7 separate regions of the Mus musculus genome follow, and regions 1, 3, 4, 5, 6 and 7 are each linked to region 2. A link is a contact called in public HiCAR-type, HiChIP or PLAC-seq, capture Hi-C and promoter capture Hi-C data. All regions are on one chromosome and are shown on one strand. The core of a region is the stretch at or near the end of the contact, and the rest is flanking DNA. Distances in the headings are between cores, read along the strand shown. Region 1 holds the start of Zfp94 (zinc finger protein 94). Region 2 holds the start of Cyp2s1 (cytochrome P450, family 2, subfamily s, polypeptide 1). Region 3 holds the start of Zfp112 (zinc finger protein 112). Region 4 holds the start of Zfp607b (zinc finger protein 607B). Region 5 holds the start of Akt2 (thymoma viral proto-oncogene 2). Region 6 holds the start of Zfp93 (zinc finger protein 93). Region 7 holds the start of Numbl (numb-like).

The links. Promoter capture Hi-C pulls out the DNA fragments that hold promoters and counts their contacts. HiCAR-type assays count read pairs that join an accessible place to other places. HiChIP or PLAC-seq counts read pairs in DNA pulled down with a chosen protein or histone mark. Capture Hi-C pulls out chosen DNA fragments and counts their contacts.
Region 1: a contact with region 2 is called in a capture Hi-C map of macrophages, with 5 times the contacts expected there. The contact joins the promoter of Zfp94 here to the promoter of Cyp2s1 in region 2. A contact is called at or near these places in 3 of 39 promoter capture datasets (cranial neural crest, frontonasal cranial neural crest and hippocampal neurons), 1 of 115 datasets of contacts at active chromatin or transcription factors (astrocytes) and 2 of 9 other capture datasets (liver and macrophages).
Region 3: a contact with region 2 is called in a promoter capture Hi-C map of hippocampal neurons, with 8 times the contacts expected there. The contact joins the promoter of Zfp112 here to the promoter of Cyp2s1 in region 2. A contact is called at or near these places in 2 of 39 promoter capture datasets (hippocampal neurons and second pharyngeal arch cranial neural crest) and 1 of 115 datasets of contacts at active chromatin or transcription factors (astrocytes).
Region 4: a contact with region 2 is called in a HiCAR-type map of astrocytes, with 5 times the contacts expected there. The contact joins the promoter of Zfp607b here to the promoter of Cyp2s1 in region 2. A contact is called at or near these places in 3 of 39 promoter capture datasets (cranial neural crest, frontonasal cranial neural crest and second pharyngeal arch cranial neural crest) and 1 of 115 datasets of contacts at active chromatin or transcription factors (astrocytes).
Region 5: a promoter capture Hi-C map of second pharyngeal arch cranial neural crest shows a contact between it and region 2. The contact joins the promoter of Akt2 here to the promoter of Cyp2s1 in region 2. A contact is called at or near these places in 3 of 39 promoter capture datasets (cranial neural crest, frontonasal cranial neural crest and second pharyngeal arch cranial neural crest) and 1 of 115 datasets of contacts at active chromatin or transcription factors (pancreatic cancer cells).
Region 6: a contact with region 2 is called in a promoter capture Hi-C map of hippocampal neurons, with 9 times the contacts expected there. The contact joins the promoter of Zfp93 here to the promoter of Cyp2s1 in region 2. A contact is called at or near these places in 5 of 39 promoter capture datasets (cranial neural crest, frontonasal cranial neural crest, hippocampal neurons and 2 more).
Region 7: a FOXA1 HiChIP or PLAC-seq map of pancreatic cancer cells shows a contact between it and region 2. The contact joins the promoter of Numbl here to the promoter of Cyp2s1 in region 2. A contact is called at or near these places in 5 of 39 promoter capture datasets (cranial neural crest, embryonic stem cells, frontonasal cranial neural crest and 1 more), 3 of 115 datasets of contacts at active chromatin or transcription factors (embryonic stem cells, forebrain and pancreatic cancer cells) and 2 of 9 other capture datasets (adipose tissue and embryonic stem cells).

What each region holds. Positions count from the first base shown.
Region 1 is chr7:24,315,350-24,318,049 of GRCm38.p6, reverse strand. Zfp94 (zinc finger protein 94) reads left to right here and starts at 1,384. Exons shown (of 6, transcript NM_001199321.1): 1 at 1,384-1,531. It also overlaps the pseudogene Gm44513.
Region 2 is chr7:25,815,162-25,817,861 of GRCm38.p6, reverse strand. It overlaps Cyp2s1 (cytochrome P450, family 2, subfamily s, polypeptide 1), which reads left to right and starts at 1,337. Exons shown (of 9, transcript NM_028775.4): 1 at 1,337-1,539. The coding sequence starts at 1,360.
Region 3 is chr7:24,110,920-24,113,619 of GRCm38.p6, reverse strand. Zfp112 (zinc finger protein 112) reads right to left here and starts at 1,300. Exons shown (of 5, transcript NM_021307.2): 1 at 1,184-1,300.
Region 4 is chr7:27,688,019-27,690,718 of GRCm38.p6, reverse strand. It overlaps Zfp607b (zinc finger protein 607B), which reads right to left and starts at 1,379. Exons shown (of 6, transcript NM_001112731.1): 1 at 1,233-1,379.
Region 5 is chr7:27,590,226-27,592,925 of GRCm38.p6, reverse strand. Akt2 (thymoma viral proto-oncogene 2) reads right to left here and starts at 1,374. Exons shown (of 14, transcript NM_001110208.2): 1 at 1,047-1,374.
Region 6 is chr7:24,268,993-24,271,692 of GRCm38.p6, reverse strand. It overlaps Zfp93 (zinc finger protein 93), which reads right to left and starts at 1,275. Exons shown (of 4, transcript NM_009567.4): 1 at 1,012-1,275; 2 at 23-80. The coding sequence starts at 37.
Region 7 is chr7:27,257,482-27,260,181 of GRCm38.p6, reverse strand. It overlaps Numbl (numb-like), which reads right to left and starts at 1,421. Exons shown (of 10, transcript NM_010950.2): 1 at 1,221-1,421. The coding sequence starts at 1,244. It overlaps Coq8b (coenzyme Q8B), which reads right to left. Exons shown (of 15, transcript NM_133770.2): 15 at 2,233-2,700. The coding sequence ends at 2,657.

The sequences.
Region 1 (2,700 bases), core at 135-2,634, 1.5 Mb after region 2:
CACCCCTCTCTGAAAAGTCCCCCGAATTCTAAACATCACACACGCACAGAAACCACCTGCAGCTGGCAAAATCACGCCTCTGCTAGAGCAGGAGGCAAATCCCAGCTGCTGTGGACCGTCTGAAGCAGCCTCATATTCCTCACCTGGGGCTAAAATCAAAACATTCCTATAGTATTTCTGTTTTTCAAAGAAACCAAAACTCCAAAATTGTCACAACAATCATATCATGTAAAAACTAGTCTTTTTCCTTGCTACTATGTATACCTGTTACAGCATCTCCGCTGTGCCACACACATACGCCGAGATTTTGTTTGGATGAAAAAAACTTTTGCTAGTGGTCCTTTGGGATAATTAAAAACAAACAAACAAACAAACAAACAAACAGACAGACAGACAGACAGACAGACAGACAGGGCTGAGAGATGGTTCAGCAGTTAAGAGCACTGACTGCCAGAGGTCCTGAGTTCAATTCCCAGCAACCACATGGTGGCTCACAACCATCTGTAATGGGATCGGATGCCCTCTTCTAGTGTGTGTCTGAAGCTAGCTTTTTTTTTAATTGTACTTTATTTGTACTCACATAAATAAAAAAAGAAATAAATCTCTGAAAAATAAACAAAACAAAACAAAACAAACAAACAAACAAACAAAAAAAACCAAGCAAACCAAAACTTGTTTCTCCTGTGGATTGATCTAGATTGATGTGGAAGATAGAAGGAAGTGGGGAGAAAACTGGAGGGGCAGGGAGGAGAGTATGAATTATCAATGTACCTGTGGTTACATTGAAGAAGCAGCCTAGCAGGAGGTTAAGTGGATTGTGTGGCTGTGATGTGTAGAGAGAATTTTGGTTTCTTTGAGAAACACAGAAGTATATATTATATACTCAGGTATATAAGGACAACGGTAGGGCCAAATTACCGCCTATGAGGTAAGGACTCTTAATTTTCCAGGGTGAAAAATTTTCCACGTGGGACGTGTCAAGTTCAGAGGCAGCATGGTGTCATGGCACACACGTTAGCCCAGCATTTGAGAGTGTGCAAGACTGAGGCAGGAGGACCATCGTAAATTCAGTATGGATTGTACAGTGCGCACCAGTGTCTCGCAGATTAAATAAAAAGTTCCGCAGAGGGCTAGGGAAGTACCTGCGTGGCGCACACACACACACTCCAGAGAGGCTATATACTAGGAGAAACGAGTGTAAGATCCGCCTCTCCGCATTCACTACCGGAAATGTAGTTCAACTGTTCCACAAACACGCAGGCACCCGGGAGAGCTGACGCGGAGATTTCTGGGAAGTGTCGTCCAGGGTCTCTGCGCATTGCGCGTGCGTCTGTGAAGGCCGGCGGACGCCGAGCATTCTGGGAAGCGTAGTTCAAATTCTCGGAGCATTGCGCGTGCTTCTGTTGTGCGGGCTGATGCGAAGCATTCTGGGAAGTGTTTCCCAGGTGGTTTCTGTTAGCATCCGCTCCCCTTGTCCTCCCTTGAGTCTCCTCTCTCCCACACCTTCCTCGACTGATGCCTGGATCTGGAGGTTTGCAGGGTTGGCGGCGGGCGGCCGTAGGGGAGTCGGCTCCAGGCTGGCGAAAGGGAAGCGCAGGGCGCCCAATGAGCCTCCCTCCATCCCACAGATATCATCGCACTGATAGGGTCTCAGCGCGTGGCTCAGTCAGCCTCCTGCCTCAGCATCCGGTGTGTTGCGATGACAGGTGTGAGCCCTCACACCTTCCTTCACTGCTGTCTGGAATTGGGGTGCGAGGGCCATGTTGATAGTGTTGTTTGAGGCATTGATGTAGCTAGTGTCACCCTGCCCTGAAGGTTCTAGGACTCACACCTACACTGCAGAGAATCGGGATGGGTGGAGATTTGTCGAGAGCCTGTCATGTAGAAGGATAAACGGACACGTCTATGGCTTTCCACGATGTCAGATTTTGCTGAACGACAAGAAAGTCATAAGCTGTGTCAGTTTCGTTGGCTGCAATTTGCCAAGGAATCTCGATTTCTCCTGGTGGTTGGCCATTAATCACAGGTTCTTTTATTCCAAGCTTAACATAGCTAATGATAAATTTCAGACCACGAGTCACCTGGCACACAGTTATACACACTCGTGAGTTTATTATCACAGGATGGATCATTGGAACTGGACTTGGCTCCTGGCATGTGACCAGGCTACTGAGCAGTGTGCCTGCCACATACCGGTCCCTTGGTGAAGAAGTAACGTGATATGGTTGGTGCGCTTATGTTTTATGTTACCAGGCTGGCTTTGAACTCACAGAGATCTACCTGAGTGCTGGGACTAAAGGCTAGTCGATATCTTTTAATAGCACAATTGAGTCGCCTGGCTATGACTGTGTAAACAAGACATGGATTTCTTCTTGGCACTTTTATCCAAGATAGAGTAACTCAGATCAAGACTGTTGCCGCATAAAATTCAAAACTAGTCATAGCCTGAAAGCTGATGGTCCAAACAACACAGCTCCCTGCTCAGCATGCTCCCAAGATGGTTTGATCAGCCGGGCAGTGGTGGCACACACCTGTAATCCCAGCACTTGGGAGGCAGAGGCAGATGGATTTCTGAGTTCGAGGCCAGCCTGGTCTACAGAGTGAGTTCCAGGACAGCCAGGGCTGCACAGAGAAACCCTGTCTTGAAAAACAAAACAAAACAAAAAGCCAAAAAAACCCAAAAAACAAAAAAGGAAAAAA
Region 2 (2,700 bases), core at 88-2,587:
CCACATGGTGGCCCACGGCCATCTGTAATGGCATCTAGTGTCCTCTTCTGCTTAATAAAAAAAATTTTTTGAGAGTGAGAGAGACAAGAGAGAGAGGTGTGGCCTCAGGATAAGGACTTCGTGCTCCTGTGAACAGTCTCTCAACTGAGACTCTGTAAGCAACCCTAATGAAACTCATCTGGTCATCAAAATTCATTAACTAACTAATTAAGTAGGAAGAGCGAAGGCCTCAGAGATATGAAACTGATTGAATGTTGTGAAAATGAATGTGAAAAATATGTTGTGAGTGCATGAAAATGCCAGAATGAAAAAATATATGTGTGTGTGTGGGTGGGGTGTATAATTAACATATCCTAATAAAAAATAAATTAGGGCTAGGAGACGGCCCAGTGGATAAGCACGACCATATGAGGACTGAAATGTATAGCTCCAGATTCCTCGTAAGGAAGACAGGGAGCCTTGGGGCAAACCCTTCAGCTAGAGGAGGGATTCCAGATAGAACCTGCCTAGATAAATATGGAGGAATGCAGGAGGTCAACTCTACCTGCCTGCCAACGTACAAGCAGGAGTACCCGCATACACATCTGAACCCACGCACAGAATATACACGAATATAACACGAATGTACAGATACACGCTAAAAAAAAAAAAAAGAAAAAACACTTTTTGTTTTTAATTTAAAGAACAAGTCCTTTAATCCCACTAGTGAGCAGTGGAGACAGGAGGATTAAGAAACTCAAGGTCATACTTAAACTACCCAGAGAGTTTCAGGCCAGCTCTAGCTACCTGCGACCTCGTTTCAAAACAAAACAAAAGAATGAGTCAACCTATACACACTGACCTAAGTCAATGTCACGGAGCCTTGTAATCTAGGGACAACAGAATGTCAAGTCCCTCCTAGTTGGCAGAGGTAGGATGCGGGAGGAAAGTGCCTCCAAGACACCTCACATGCACGCACGCACGCACACCAAGATAAGCAGAGGGAGGCAGGAGCTGGGGAAGCCAGGCGGGGTCACAGGCGCGCGAGGTGTGGCTGCTGCAGCCAGTCAAGGTCTCCCGCTCCCAGGTTCCTCTTGTTTGCTTACTATGCCCCACCTAGGGCCCAAGGTACTGCCTCCGCCCTCTGAACCCAGGGAAAACCTTGGTAACCTGGGAGATACATTCGCGCGATGGTGTGAGACTTCTGGCGACAGCGGGCCAGAGACAGAGAAATAAGGGTGCGGGGAGCGACGCCTTGCAGGAGGCTGCCCCGCCCCACTCCTCTTGATTTCGTTGAGGAGGGAGCCGCCCCGTTCCCTCCCCTAACTAGTCCGGCGGCAAGGAGCTTCTAGGAGGTACAGACCCAGCCGACCTGCAGAGATGGAGGCAGCCAGCACCTGGGCGCTGCTGCTGGCCCTGCTGCTGCTGCTGCTGCTGCTGTCTCTGACGCTATTCAGGACCCCGGCCCGAGGCTACCTACCCCCGGGGCCCACGCCGCTGCCGTTGCTGGGGAACCTCCTGCAGCTGCGTCCCGGGGCTCTGTACTCGGGGCTTTTGCGGGTGAGGGGACGCAAGGACATCCTAACCAGGGGATGTGCGCGGGGGCGGGGAGCCTTCTAAGTGCCAGAGCAGATGAGTCTTGGACTATCTTATAAAGGAGGCAGAAGCAGGAGTTCTGAGGGCAAAGAGACCATGAATGTCTTGAGCTGGGGACGCGAACAAGTTGACCTGGGCTGAGCAAGGGTATCCAGGTTGGAGTGGGCAGAGCTCAGCCAGTCTTGGAAGTGGGATCCAGGGCTAAGAAAGAAAGGGAATGCCCTGAAAAGGGCACTAGAGCTGGAGGGACACAGCTCACAGAGGACTAGGAGGAAATGAGAACAGGACCCAGAGGAGTAGGGGTCCCAGGTCGCAGGGACCCACAGCATGCTGGAAGTTAGTGAGCTGAGACCAAAGCTGCAAAGCAGACATTCTCTAAATAAGAGGGTAGTGGGCGAGCTTGCCGTCCCCAGCACCCTTCCCCGTCCCCCCCCCCTCGTTGAAAGGGAAGCATCTGGAAGCTGGAGGGGGCTGAGCAGAGAGCATCCTGGGCTGAAGGAATCTGCCTCAGAGACTCCCAGAGTGGGAGGATGGGTGTAGCTCTGCTAGGAGGGAGCTAGGAGTTCCTGCCACGGGTGGGAGGATGGGGAGGCAGTCCCAACTTGCTGGGGGTAGTGGGGAGAATTAAGTTCTCCATTCAAAAATACTCTAAGGGACTTTTAAGGACAGAAAAGAGGAGTGGGTGTCTAAGGGAGAAACGGGACACATGCTCCGTGTTACTTGCTGCGGGACTTAAGTGTTCAGCAGAGGTTGAAATGAGTAGCCAGATATTGGGAAGAGGGGGATTATGAGAAACCAAAGCTGGTTGTGGATGGTCCCAAGATCAGAGGTTAGAGCCTAGAAGGAAGTGAGAGGGCAGGCAAAGGGATGTGGTTAAGAAGCGCCCACTCAGCAGAGCGGTGGTGGTGCACACCTTTAATCCCAGCACTCTGGAGGCAGAAGATCTATGTGAGTTCGAGGCCAGTCTGGTCTACAGAGAGAGTTCCAGGGCAGCCAGAGTTTCACAGAGAAACCTTGTCTCGAGAAAAAAAAAAGGGGTGTGGGTGGGCTGGAGCTCCCACCCCACACTCCGATGCAAAAAGAGAGCAGCTTCCCAAAGGGATGCTTTGGATTGGTGTGGGGAGC
Region 3 (2,700 bases), core at 51-2,550, 1.7 Mb after region 2:
TTATATTTCATACTTATTCTTTATGTCCAAGCATTTCTCTATCCCGTCCAGAATTAATTAAAAAATATTAGGGTAACTTCATAAGTGGATCTGCTAATGAGTAAAGAGAGCCTCACTCCTCAGAACAGACAGATTGACAGAAGGATGCTAAGGTCTACCCCTGTGTATTAGTTACTTTTTGTTGCTGTGATCAAACACCATGAATAAGGTGTGGAAGAAAGCGTTTATTTTGGCTTTCAGTTCCATAATAGTAGGGACAGCATGGCAGGTGGCAGACTTGTCAACAGGAGCAAGAAGCTGAGAGCTCCCTTCTGAAACTCAAGCATAGCGAGCAAACACCTTGGAGGCTGACCCCGCCCCATGACGTATTTCTCCAGCAAGGCCACACCAGCCAAACCTCCAGAAACAGCACCCCGCCCTCTAAACTGTGGACCTGGCATCCAAAGGTTGGACCCTACGGGGTCATTTCTCATTCAAACGACTGCACCACTACCACGTTCTCTGATGCCTCTTTCCCCTGCAGCACTTTTTATATAAAGGATTAAGAAGACAACTTGCTCGGAGAAACCGGACTTCAGCTAACACCTCTCCCGGCCCCCGTAAGGCACAGTGGACACTGCACACAAAGCTGGGAACGATTGTCTCAACAAAAACAAAACAAGTCATTAAGGACTTTGATAATGGGGACAGGCTGGGTCCAGAGACCCTACAGCAGGAGCTCTGAGACCATCCGTGGGTCACTAAAGCGTCCAGCTTCTCTGAAATTGGAAAGCACCGATAGTAAATGTCCCATTTCCTACCGCGCGTCAGCAGTTTTGAGCCTTGCAGGAAACTCTAGATCACTCTTGGATAGGTACCAAGGCGTGGTGGAAAGCATGGAGGCAGAGATGGAGAGTCTGAACTCCACTGCTGGGAGATGGCATCGTGACCAGAGCTAGGGAGGCGGCTGGGGGTGCCCATCGCCCAGGAGACCCTCCATCCAGGTGACTGACAGCCCCGGGCCAGGCCTGAGTCAGTGTGTGCAATCGCAGCACACTCGGGCATGCTCTTCCAAAGTAAGTTCACGTTCTACCTTTCCGAGGCAGACTTCCTTACCCAGGATACAAGCCTGGTGGCTATCACCCAGGGCAACCTGAAAAGGATCGCTCACACTCGGGAGGGGTCAGTAAAGGGGAGGGCTCACCTTTCTGAAAGGAACGGAACAAGGCCTCACACACCTGGGGCGGAAGTGACTCTTCCCGCATAGGCAGCCAGGACTACACTTCCCAGAATTCCCGAAGGTTGCGGGGAGAACAGTCTCCTGCAGTCTCCTGCAGAGGATCTTGCACACTGAGGATTCCCAAACTACATTTCCCAACCGGAAGGATGGCCTCTCAGCCCCCCCCCCCCACCTGCAGCGGAAGTTATCTTATCATCCCGGGGATGGGAGGGTCATGAACTACATTTCCCAGAATTTTCAGAGTCCTTGCCTTCCCCGAGCGGAAGTGCCATGGAGTAAGGAAACCGGACTTCAGACTTTTGAAAGTCCTTGGCATACCCTAAGCCAAAAATCTTCGAACCACGATGCTTTCCCTGCTTTCTGTGGAAGATTGGGATAAACAGCGCTTTCCCCAGAGCACGTCAGGGACTGCTTGGGTCTACAGTTCACGGGATCTGCAGGGCCTGCCTTAACCCCAGCGGACCTCCCTTCCAGATCATTTGCATAGTCCTGAGTTTAGGGATTCCCCTTATTATTATTATTATTATTTTTTATATTTTTTATTAGGCATTTTCCTCATTTACATTTCCAATGCTATCCCAAAAGTCCCCCTCCCCCCACTCCCCTACTCACCCACTCCCCCTTTTTGGCCCTGGAGTTCCCCTGTACTGGGGCATATAAAGTTTGCATGTCCAATGGGCCTCTCTTTCCAGTGATGGCCGACTAGGCCATCTTTTGATACATATGCAGCTAGAGTCAAGAGCTCCGGGGTACTGGGTAGTTCATAATGTTGTTCCACCTATAGGGTTGCAGATCCCTTTAGCTCCTTGGCTACTTTCTCTAGCTCCTCCATTGGGAGCCCTGTGATCCATCCAATAGCTGATTGTGAGCATCCACTTCTGTGTTTGCTAGGCCCCGGCATAGTCTCACAAGAGACAGCTATATTAGGGTCCTTTCAGCAAAATCTTGCTAGTTTATGCAATGGTGTCAGGGTTTGGAGGCTGATTATGGGATGGGATTCCCCTTATTTAATTCTGCTGATTATCACTATTCACCTTCAGCTCTCCAACCTCCACTGTCTTTATAAAAATCTTGGAAAAGAAAAGCTTTTCAAACGTGACACTAGGACAAACTCAACGTAACTAATCCCCACCCAGTTCAAGAAGCAATTCTATAAAAAGCATGGAAGCAGGAATGCAGAAAAAGGTAAATCAAGTACAAAGGAACTGAATTAATAATTTTAAATATTTAATGTATGTGTGCGTGTGTGCACATGTGTGCTTGGGCACATGTATATGCACCATTGCGTGTAGTGCCCAAGAAAACTAGAAGAGGACGTCTGTTTCCCACCTCCCTCCCCCATAACTTGACTTTACAAACCCGTTAGCCAACTGACGTGGGTGCCGGGTCCTCTACAAAAGTGGTGCGTGCTTTTAACAGCAGAGTGAGCCCATCAACAACCTAAGTTTGGATTTTCAAAAAGGATTTATGTGTATGAATTT
Region 4 (2,700 bases), core at 130-2,629, 1.9 Mb before region 2:
CTGGTTTCCAGAGGCACCTGTGGTCATGGACACATAACCCAACATACATAACTTTGAAGACAAATACTTCATCTTTAAACAAAAGACAGACCCCCATGGTCTCAGTCATGTAGAATCTGAAGCTGTTTTCTCCTAGGAACAGTAAGATGCCGGTTACTGGGGTTTGAGTGGCGGAGGCTGGATGTGCAGCATCGGGGTCGAGAGTGGGAGGTAGATCTATACCATAAGCGAGAGAGTTGGGAGATGTGTCATGAAACATGGTGACTGGGATTAATAGTTTGTAAAGTCTTAGAGAGTAGATGGCAAGTGTACTCGTGACAAAAATATAAGTTAGATGAAGTCCTTCAGTGCTATCACTTTCCCACTCCCGAAATCCTCACAAGCGAACAGACCATCTATCGACTGCATTCTTTTCCTGTCTTGTGATGCCATGGAAATAGAAATCAGATGTAGAACAGCAGCGTTTGAAAGCCCTAATGCTAACCTCTGTAGGTCCCTATGGAAAACAGCTTGGGAAAAAGATGGGATTGTCGACAGAAGACATCAAGGGTCACTGAAATGATAATGTGAATACTAGCTGGAACGGGAGGGGACACTAAGGACAATAGTGCAGTTGTAAATTTGCATGCTCCTGCTTCATTTCCTAACAATTCTATATTCTAAAACTAAAACCTCAGTTCTCAAACCGAAAAGAGCACTCACTCTTGAATCTTAGATGGGTAGCGATAATATTTTCATTATTCTCCAGCCTCCCTCTTGAATAATGGCCTAAGCAGGGAACCCGAGTATACATGAGATCGCAGACTACATTTGAGAGCATCCTCAGTGAGAACTTTCCTTCTCTTCCCTCGATATTCAGATTCGGCAGAGCTCTGAGACAGTCACGGAGCTCAACAAGTACCCTCCCTCCTAGACGACACCCCCGTCCTTAAATTATAGCCCTAAGCTCAAGTCTGAGCCTCGGGGAAAGCTTCCCTTCAGACCCCGCACCTGACCTCCCCTTACTGAAGCTTGGTCCTCTGCTTTAGTCCCTGTGTCCCTGAGAGAAAGCAGGAGCAGACAGCGACAAGCAAAGAGACACAGATTATGCAGAGAGCTCAAGGTGTGTATACAGTTAGACACTGACAGACACACACGCACATACACACACGTACACACACCACAGTTCCTACACGCCCACACATCAACACCCATTCGCCACACCCACACCCGCCTGCGGTCTCCCGCCTTACTCTGTGGAGGCCAACCAGTGACTTCTGATTCCCACCTGACCATCCGGGGTAGCTCCGCCTGCACACCAGAAGTTATCTACTTCCGACCCTATGCTGCCTGGGAAATGTAGTCCCCTTGTCCCAAACTACAAGAAATATAATGCTTCATAGTTCTGGGATATCCCAGCATGCAACCTGGGCCAGCCCATCTGGCAGCTGCGCCCTGTGCTTTGTGGGAGTTCCCAGGGATGGTGCCCTTCTCTCTCTCTCTCTCTCTCTCTCTCTCTCTCTCTCTCTCTCTCTCTCTCTCTCTCTCTCTCTCTCTCTCTCTCTCTCTCTCTCTGTGTGTGTGTGTACTTCCGGGTTCTGTGAGTAACTGGGTTTCACCCCTGTGGAGAAGACAGGTGAGCCTAAGTTTTAAACGCAGGCTAGGAAGTAAAATTGGATCGAGATGTAATTGAATACGCTTTGCCTGAGACCCACTGCAGGGTTCCACCTCGCTGTGCTCTGGTGGGACTTTGTCAGTGTTCTGGGTTTTTCTGAACGATCAAAGAAAGAGGGACACTGCAGAATGAATTTAGGCTTCCCAGAAGCAGAGGGATCCATTCTGGTGAGCTGAACTAAACGGCTAACAGCTTCGCAGGAGGGCTTTTGTGATTGTTACACAAAGGACCTTTTAGCAAGTCAATTCCCGCATACCCAAATCTCATATCAGATCTCAACGAACCATAAGGTAAGTAAACAGAATCATAAAAATTCCAAGTTAAAAAAAAAAGAAGAAGAATTCCAGGTTTGCCGGGAAGACAGCTTATGGGAGTCTGAACTTTTCTTCACAGCAACCAGAAGCCACAGTATACACCAGCTTCAAACACCTTGTTCCCAGCCCCCATTTGCCTAAGATGGCATATCAAATCTTCAGTATGCGCCTGTCCTGCTGAGGAAGTTGTTGAACATGTCCCGTTACACAGCGGCATTGTGGCTGTCCCTTAGTCTGCTCAGGACACCCGATGAAGAACCCTCTTTAGCGCTCAGATTTCACATCCTCGGTTGGACCAATAGGCCATCTACAGAGCCAGATCTATGGGGAAACCGTGCATCTGAAACCCACTATACAGACAGTGCTGTGGCCACAAAGGCACCGGCTGCTGCAGTCGGGAGCTCACGGAAGTCTCCATCCCACTAAGCCCACGGGAGCACCTGAGTTTGAGATGAACTGTGGTCAGAATGGTTTTGTGCCCCGTGGAAAGGTTATCCTTGGGGTTTTCAAATGGTCATTTCTCTGCCCTCACCTCTTGTTTCTATCTGAAAATGACATTGTAATACTTAGATTTTTTAAAAAAAACTCTCGTGTTTCAAGTTCTATAAACAAAATCTTACCATTTGTTCTCTGCCCTGACAATAAATGCAGATTGCCCAAAGGCTGGGCAGAGAGAAAACAGGGCAGCACGTCTCCCAGCCAGGGGGAGGAATGAGAGAGGGAGTTTCAGAT
Region 5 (2,700 bases), core at 125-2,624, 1.8 Mb before region 2:
AAAGTTCTCCAAATGAGAGAAACAGGGGCCCCAAATTCTGAGAATAAAGATGCCCCCCCCCCACTTCGCTCTAGAGAGCTGTCCCTTAAAACACACCTTCCGCCCAAAAGGTGACAGGCAGGTCCAGAGGCACTTCTCCTTATCCAAGCCCGATAGCCCCTCCCTTTCCTAGTAGGGAGCCAGACTAGAGATCAGAAAACTTCAGTGACTTCTAAAACACATCTCCACCCCCGGAAGCAAAGAACTTGCCAAAGGATGTCCCACACACCTTAAAGAGAAATAATCTGAGAGGGTTCTGGAGTGGTGAGTGGACAACCCCATGATAAAAAGCAGCCCAGTAACGATCCCGTTTTCCCCAAAGTCATAAAGAAGTTCAAGAAAGGGTGAGCTGAGTGTAAACGCCCACCCCTGCATATTACAGGAAGAGAAAAGCGCTCCTCGCCCACTCAGTATCACACCCCTAAAAGTACGCCCCTTAACACTCACTCGGGCCTCCCAGCACCCTGTGCCTCAAAGATGATAAACATCACAGCCCTCCACCCGACCCTGTTCTCCTCTAAGTACAAAGACTGCTCTCTCGTGTCTAGGTGGTACTACCCTGACTGCCCCAACACGGCCACCCTGGGCCCAGACCCCTCTCCAGAAGCTCCCATCCCTCTAAGTGCACTATAGGAACGGCTCCCAAAGCACCCAAGCGGCACTTGACACGGTGAGCGCCTCAAAAGCTGGACAGGCTGGCACCACAGAGAAGGAGCTGTCTCCCCCGATGTCCCCGAGGGCAGCCCCCAGCCCGCACACTCAGAGAGAGCTCCCCCCGCCGCCGCAGTGGTATGGACCACGGCACCCGCCCCGCGTCCCTCTGGGTTTGTCCCCCCCAGCCCCGCAGCAGGCGCCCCCACTCCGTTCCGGAAGAGGGGGGGAGCCTCCAGGTCCGTGGTCCCCGCCAGGCGGGCACGGGTGGTACGGCCCAGCGAGGCCCCACGGGGGGCCAGGACGCGACCATCGCGGAGGGGAGGGCGCTTGGGGACACGCGCTGGCGTACTCACCTGTCACCGGCGGCCGCCCAGCCTCTCCGGCCGGGCTCTACCCCCGCCCATCGCCACGCTGAGCTCGTTCCCGCTCCTTATTTATGAACTGGCGGCAGCAACGGCGGCAGTGCTGGCGGCGGCGACGCCTTCTCGGAGTCAGGCCCAACGGCTCGCGCAGCGCGGGCCCCCCCGCCCCCTCCCCCCAGCCCCCAGCCCCCACTCACAGCCCCCTCCCACCCGCTGGCCGGAAATACCGCCTTTTCCAGCCACAAACAGGAACTGACGTAGTAGACCAAGGGAATGGCCTCAGAAAACATCAGACCGCAAGCGCAGGAACTAGGAGGCAGGCAGGCTCAAGGCAGCGCGCCTGCGTACTTTAGGCACCCGTCACGTTAACTTTTTATTTATTTATTTTTTTTAAGAGCCCCGTTCTGAGCTGGGGGGGCGGAGGGGGGGGTAGCATTACACATGCGCAGTAGGACACCAACAAGTAGGCTTTCCCCGAAGGCCCAGTGATTACTTCCCGGCAATCAAAGGGCTTTATTTACATATGCTTTGATCTTGTTTTATTCTTCTCTTTCCTGCCTTCCTAGTTCCTAGACCAGCGGTTCTTCACTTGGGAACCTCTCACAGGGGTTGCCTAAGATCATCGGAAAATTCAGATATTTACATTATGATTCATAAGAATAGCAAAATTAGTTATGAAGTGACAACGAAAATAATTTTATGTTTGGGGGATCACCACATGAGGAACTGTATTAAAGAGTCACATTAGGTAGACTGAGAAACACTGTCCTAGACTTTCTTTTTTTCTTTCTTTTTTTTTTTTTTTTTTTTTTTAACTTAATGTATGAGTGCTCTGATCTGCAGGCCAGAAGAGGGCATCAGATCCCCTTATAGATGGTAGTGAGCCACCATGTGATTGCTGGGACTTGAACTCAGGACCTCTGGAAGAGCAGTTAGTGTTCTTAACCGCTGAGCCATCTTACCAGCCTGACTTTTTTTTTTTTTTTGGTTTTTCGAGACAGGGTTTCTGTGTATAGCCCTGGCTGTCCTGAAACTCGCCCTGTAGACCAAGCTGTCTTGAACTCAGAGATCTGCCTGCTTCTGCCTTCTGAGCAATAGGATTAAAGGCCTGGCCTGCCACTGCCAGGCTCCTAGATGCTTACTTATAGAGACCCAAAACAAGTTAGTTAAGATCAAGCACAAAGCAGGGTATGGCAACAGGTCTGTTACTGCATCATTCTGGATGTTGGGGCAGGCCAGCTAGACCTTGTCTCAAAAAAAAAAAAAGATGTTGCACTCAAGCTTTGAGCCACATAACCCCACATTAGAATATCCTCTTCTGTAACTATGGGCTGACTTCTGTATCCACATCTCAAGAATCCACATCTTCAAAACACAAATAACCTTGGATTATCTTACGAAAACAGTTCTTATTAAACTGTGACTTCAAAATATTAATGTCACTTGCACATGATATATATCTAAATAAATGTGGGACTTATAATTTCTCATATGGAGTAACTTGAGCCCATGTAAGACTTAAAACCACAGAAAATCGCTCACAGAAAAAAAGGTATATAGGTTGCACGGCTGTAACCCACCTCTGCAGACCCTGAAACAAGAGGACTAAGAATTCCATGCCAGATTGGGATTCATAGTAAGACCT
Region 6 (2,700 bases), core at 26-2,525, 1.5 Mb after region 2:
TGGGGGAAGCAACCCGACTTACCTGTAACTTGGTCATTGTTCTCTTCTCTTTGAGACAAGGCAGGGCTCTGGGAAGCAAGCTGGGGGAAGAGGGGCTTCGTGAGAACACTGCTAGGACAGTTGGTCCACATGGCTTCCTCAGCTTCTCCATCAGCCCCAAGGGCTGTGCGCGCTGACCAGGCTTTTCTGCCTACTTCCCACTAATTGGTAGTGTAAGACTCTGGGTTAAAGTTAAGGGGCCACCCATGCCTCACCTCGCTCACCGCAGCGGGTTAGAAAAGGCCACATTTTCTATTTCTGGCAGCTTGTGTGTGTGCATGTGGGGGGTGGGGTGGGGGGTGCTGGGCACTCTTACCTTCACAAGGCTGCCTGTAGTGATGGGTTTTCCAGAAAAACAAATCTTCACTAAGCTCTGAACTCTATGATGCGTGCTGTGTCATGACTGACTACCACTCTCAGAAAGATCTATCAATTGTGACAGCTATCTTACATATTATTGTTTCCATACATGGAAATGATAGAGTCCTCTTTTGTATCTCCCTCTAAAAGACTTAATTACTAGTAAACATTGTTCATTTACAAGAGCCGCCACAAAGTCCAAAGTCTCTTTTCCCACAGGCATGAAAATAATGACCAATTAAAAAACAAAACAAAACAATAACAAAAAACGCTAAACCCTCTCCAAGGAATGGGGAGTTTGAGCCTACAAGATGGCTCAGCGGGTAAAGGAAACTGCCACTGAGTCTAACCTGCTGAGTTTGAGTCTCTGGGTACCATTAAGTTGACTCCCACAAGTTGTCTTTTGACTTCTTTTCTTTCTTTCTTTCTTTCTTTCTTTCTTTCTTTCTTTCTTTCTTTCTTTCTTTCTTTCTCTCTCTCTCTCTCTCTCTTTCTTCTAATTATTAAATACATTTATTTAATAACTTTAACAAAATAAAAATATTGTTTATTTAAATAAATAAATAAATAAATAAATAGGGGTGGAATCACATAAAAAGTAAAGTTGCATACCACTTAAGGATTCAGGACATGGGCCATCTCTCATCATAGCTCCCCTGCCAGGCTCCCCTGGGAAGCTAGCCTCTCCTGGGGCTCTGCAAGGGGCTGAGGTGTGTCAGTGTAGGGCAGCCCCGCCTCAGGCAGAGCCCAGCGAGAGAGGACCTGGATGCCGGGCTTGTTCCTGGGCCGCAGATGCGGTCACTGAGGGGATACATCAGGAGCACAGGCGCAAAGGAAATGCAGAGCGATGGCCCAGGTTTTCACCTCACAGGAAGCACTCACAAACATCCTCCCCTCCCGGGAGCGGAAACGACCTTGACCACTACTGGCGTTGGAACTACAATTCCCAGAATTCCTCAGTGGCTGCACTCTCTGGGGACTATATTCCCCGGAATGGCAAAGCTTCGGTGAACCTTTTTAACTAAGGGGATTCCTTTTGGTAGGTCGCTCTTCTGTGTTGCTTTTCGGTTTATTCATTTCTGAAATTCCATGAAAGTCAACTGTGGATACTTCTTTGTTTTTGTTGTTGTTTTGTTTTTCCGAGGCAGGGTTTCTCTGTGTAGCCCTGGCTGTCCTGGAACTCCCCCAGTAGTCCAGGCTGGCCTCGAACTGACAGATCTGTCTGCCTCTGCCTCCCAAGTGCTGTGATTAAAGGAGAGGGCCAGCAGATCTTGCTGTGGATACATTTTTTTTTAAAATTGAGATCCCATACTGTATTACATTATAAAAGCTAACAGGGAAACTGCACAGCTGCAGTTGCCTAATTAGGCAGCAGAGTCAGAGTTTCTGCATAGAAACCCCCTATGAGGGGTGGGGGACCGGCTCAGTTGTAGAGCACTGCCCAGAATCCCCTAGTGAGGGGCTGTGGGAGTGACCTGGTGGTAGAACATGGGCTATCTGGGCCACTCTTCTGTTGCTGTGAAGGGACATCATGACCAAGGCAACGCTTATAAAAGGAAACATTTAATTAGAGGCTTGCGTACACTTTTAGGGGTTTAGTGCATTATCATGGCAAGAGCATGGCAGCAGCGGGCATGGGAGGGAGAGTTAAATCCTCATCCATACTGGAGAGACAAAGAGACACATGTGCTCTTAAAATCTCTAGCCATGCCCAGTGATATACTTTCACCATCAAGGCCATACCTCCTGTCTTTCAAATCCTTTCAATGAGTTCTACTCCCTGGTGACTAAGCATTTTAACATGAGCCTGTGGGGGGCGTTCTCACTCAAACCACAACCTGCCCAGCATCCTCCAGTGGGGGCTTGATCCTTGACCTTCAGAGCCCTGGAGCTGTCAGAAAGAACTCTTTATCTGAGATACAGCCTGGGGGAGTCCGTGGGAGCAGCATAGGTCTGAACCACAGATGGACCTGGGTCATGAAGGACAGCCCGACCTAGACCTAGAGGGGAAGGAGGAGAAGCAAGTCATTCACAAGTCAAGTTTAGTAAAGACGTTCAAAATATTGGTTACAGTATAAACAAACAAACAACAGCAAAAGCTCTGTCCCCACAGAATGTCAGGGCCCATAATTCCAATTGCACACATTTCAGTTCACTGTACTAGGCTAATAAATATAAGATGCTGACTGAAGGCCCCTTTCAGGAATACTGAGGAACACAAATCAATATGAATGCAGGTTGGAGACGGGTGAGCATTTTCAAATGAGTCTTACTTACAGGGCCCCTCTCCACTTGCACCGG
Region 7 (2,700 bases), core at 172-2,671, 1.4 Mb before region 2:
GTCCAACCTCAAACCCAACACAGATGTTGACACATACCAAGGTACATACACACAGGGTCTCACAAAAAGACATATGCATATCTATTTAAACACAGTCTAAAAAGTACAGGAGTCTGAACAGTGAACGGCTGCCATCACATCCACGGTCACACACACACACACACACACACACACACCAGACATCACCACATCCAACCACAAGCATGCAGGCAGACAACGCAGGATACCTCATCCTTGCCAGCTGTAATGCAAGCACACACACAGCTACAGTCACACAAACACCAGATCACACTTCTAGCCACATCCCCAACCCTTACACACACACACACACACACACACACACACACAACCACACAAAGCCGCTGGTCACCACAGAGGCTACAGACAGGTTTCCACCCGTCTCTGGGGAGCCGCCCCCAGCCCAGGCTGAATCCTGGAGCCTGGGGGGCAAGGGAAAGCTGAGCATTGTCTCCGGGTGGGGCCTCTCTTAGACGCTGAGCAGCCCTAGGGACAAAAGGGGTGGCCTAGGAGACCAATGTCTTGAGACCCCTGACTAAGCATGGGGTGGAGGTGGGGTAGGGGAATGCCTGAAATTCTCCTTATTTTATTCACGCTGGGGTGGAGTTTCAGACACAGAGACCTTGTTCTGAGAAGGGGATTTGCCTGGGACACCGCCCAAGGGCTTGGGGGGACAGGCTGGATCCAGGACCCCAGGGAGTAGACAGTACTTGGAAACCGCCCCCCCATCCCCCAGAGCCTTAGCCTTGGCAGCTCTATCCAGGGACTTCATCTTCAAGACATCGCCCAGGGGGCTGTTGTGCTCAAAGAAACCCTCTAGCAGGGAAGAGTACTGATTTTGTCTGGAATCGGCTCAGTTAAGGCCTCAGCTTGATAAAGGGGACCGTATCCGGACCCTGAACGCCAAACCTTGCCCAGGGAGTTTTACCTAGAATTTATGTAGCCCTGTCCATGATTTGGGGGGAATCTGTATTCCAGGATCCCTATTTTCAGGGCCTTCGCAGAGATGGCCTGTGCTGGACCAGACCCCAGTCTGGCAGGTTTGGGATTGCCAGGAACCTGTTCCCGGACCCCCACCCAGGACCACCCTTTCCAGCCTTGGCATCTTCTCTCCATCCGGGCGCTGCTGCCGCCTCCCACCCTTCGCCACATCAGCAGCGGCGCCGCCCCCGGCCCGAGCCCCCCGAGCCCGCCCTTCTCACGCTGGCCGCCGCGCTGCGGGACATCCAGGGCCCGGGCGCCCCCGCCTCCCGCGGCCCCGGTTGGGCCCGGCTTCCCGAGTGCTGCTGCTGCTGTGGTGGCGGCGGCTCGGTCTGACGCGGGCCCGGCCCGGGGCCGGCGGCTGGTGCGGGATGCAAGCGCGCGAGCCAGCTCGGCTCCCGGGAGGATTCCGTTCCGGGGGCGGGGGAGCATCCCTCCCTCGGCGCCCCGCCCCGACCCCGCCCATTGGCCCGCCGCCTGCTGTATATGCAAAAGATAACCCCGCCCTCCCGCAGACCACGCCCCCACATAAACACTACCGGGTCTCCTCCCAAGCAAAGGCCGGCCCGCCCCGCCCCTTGGTCTGGCCTTGCGGGAACCTGCACGCATCCCTAGAGGAGTGCCTCTCAGGTTGAGGCGCAGGTTCTATTTGCTTCCATAACCCCTGACCTCAGATCCCCTATGGTTCTGCTTCTGAAGAATTGCTTTGGGAGGCGCCTCGTCCTCAAATCTTGCTTAACCCCACGGTTCTCCCAGCCCGGCGGGGGCGGGCAGAAGCGGTGACGAGGCACTTTTTGCAGGCGAGGGGAGGGGAGAGGAGGGGAAGGAAAAGAAACAGACCCTGGAGTCCTGGAGGGAGATCACTCTGGCTTGCGAGAAGTGGGCATTGGGTTAGACCAGGTCCTAGTTCTGGACTCAGCTGCACCCCTACCCCTGTCCTGTAGGTTTGGCAGAGCAGCTGTTAGGGGCATTAGGGCCCATTAGCAAAGGCGAGGTTGTCAGGAACAGGAGGGAGCCTGAAGCTGGGGGGTGGGGGGGGGGGCGAGTATGTGATAGAAGGGTACTTCTCAGCTGCCACAGCCCTTGGAGCAGGTGGTCAGCACGTGGGGGGGGGGGCGGAGGAGGTTCCCTGCAACAGATGGCCCTAGACAAGGGGGTGGGGTGGGGGGTCTGGCCATCTGCACCTGGAGCTGCCTGTGAGCTCCTCCCCCTTAGCACAGAGAGAAAAGAACTGGGGGCAGGGAAAGGGTGCCTTTATTCGGAGGAAAGGATCAGCACCCACCCCCACCCTCCAATACACAGGCTGGAACCCGGGAAGAAGGCAGCTGGTAGAGGAGCAAGGGAGGCAAAGGTGAGGACCGCCCCCAACAGCCACCATCTCCCCTGCAGATCCTGGAAGACCTGGGGCCGAGGGGCGTCTCCTTCACATGAGAGTGGACCCAAGGCTCACTTAGATGGTGGCAGGATTCTGCTGGCTCCTAGCCTCAGAATTCAAGGTTGCTCACTTAGGATCAGGGAGCTAACTCCAGGGGCCCAAAGATCCAAGGCAAGAAACTAGGTTCTGGAGACCAAGAAAGAGGAGGAGGGGACTGCCTGCTGTGGAGCTGGTATCCCTGGATGGAATCTGTCATGGTGGGGTCGGCAGGGAGGTCCCTAGTCAGGAGGCTGCTGGCAGCGGCAGTGTCTGGCGACTGGCCCAGT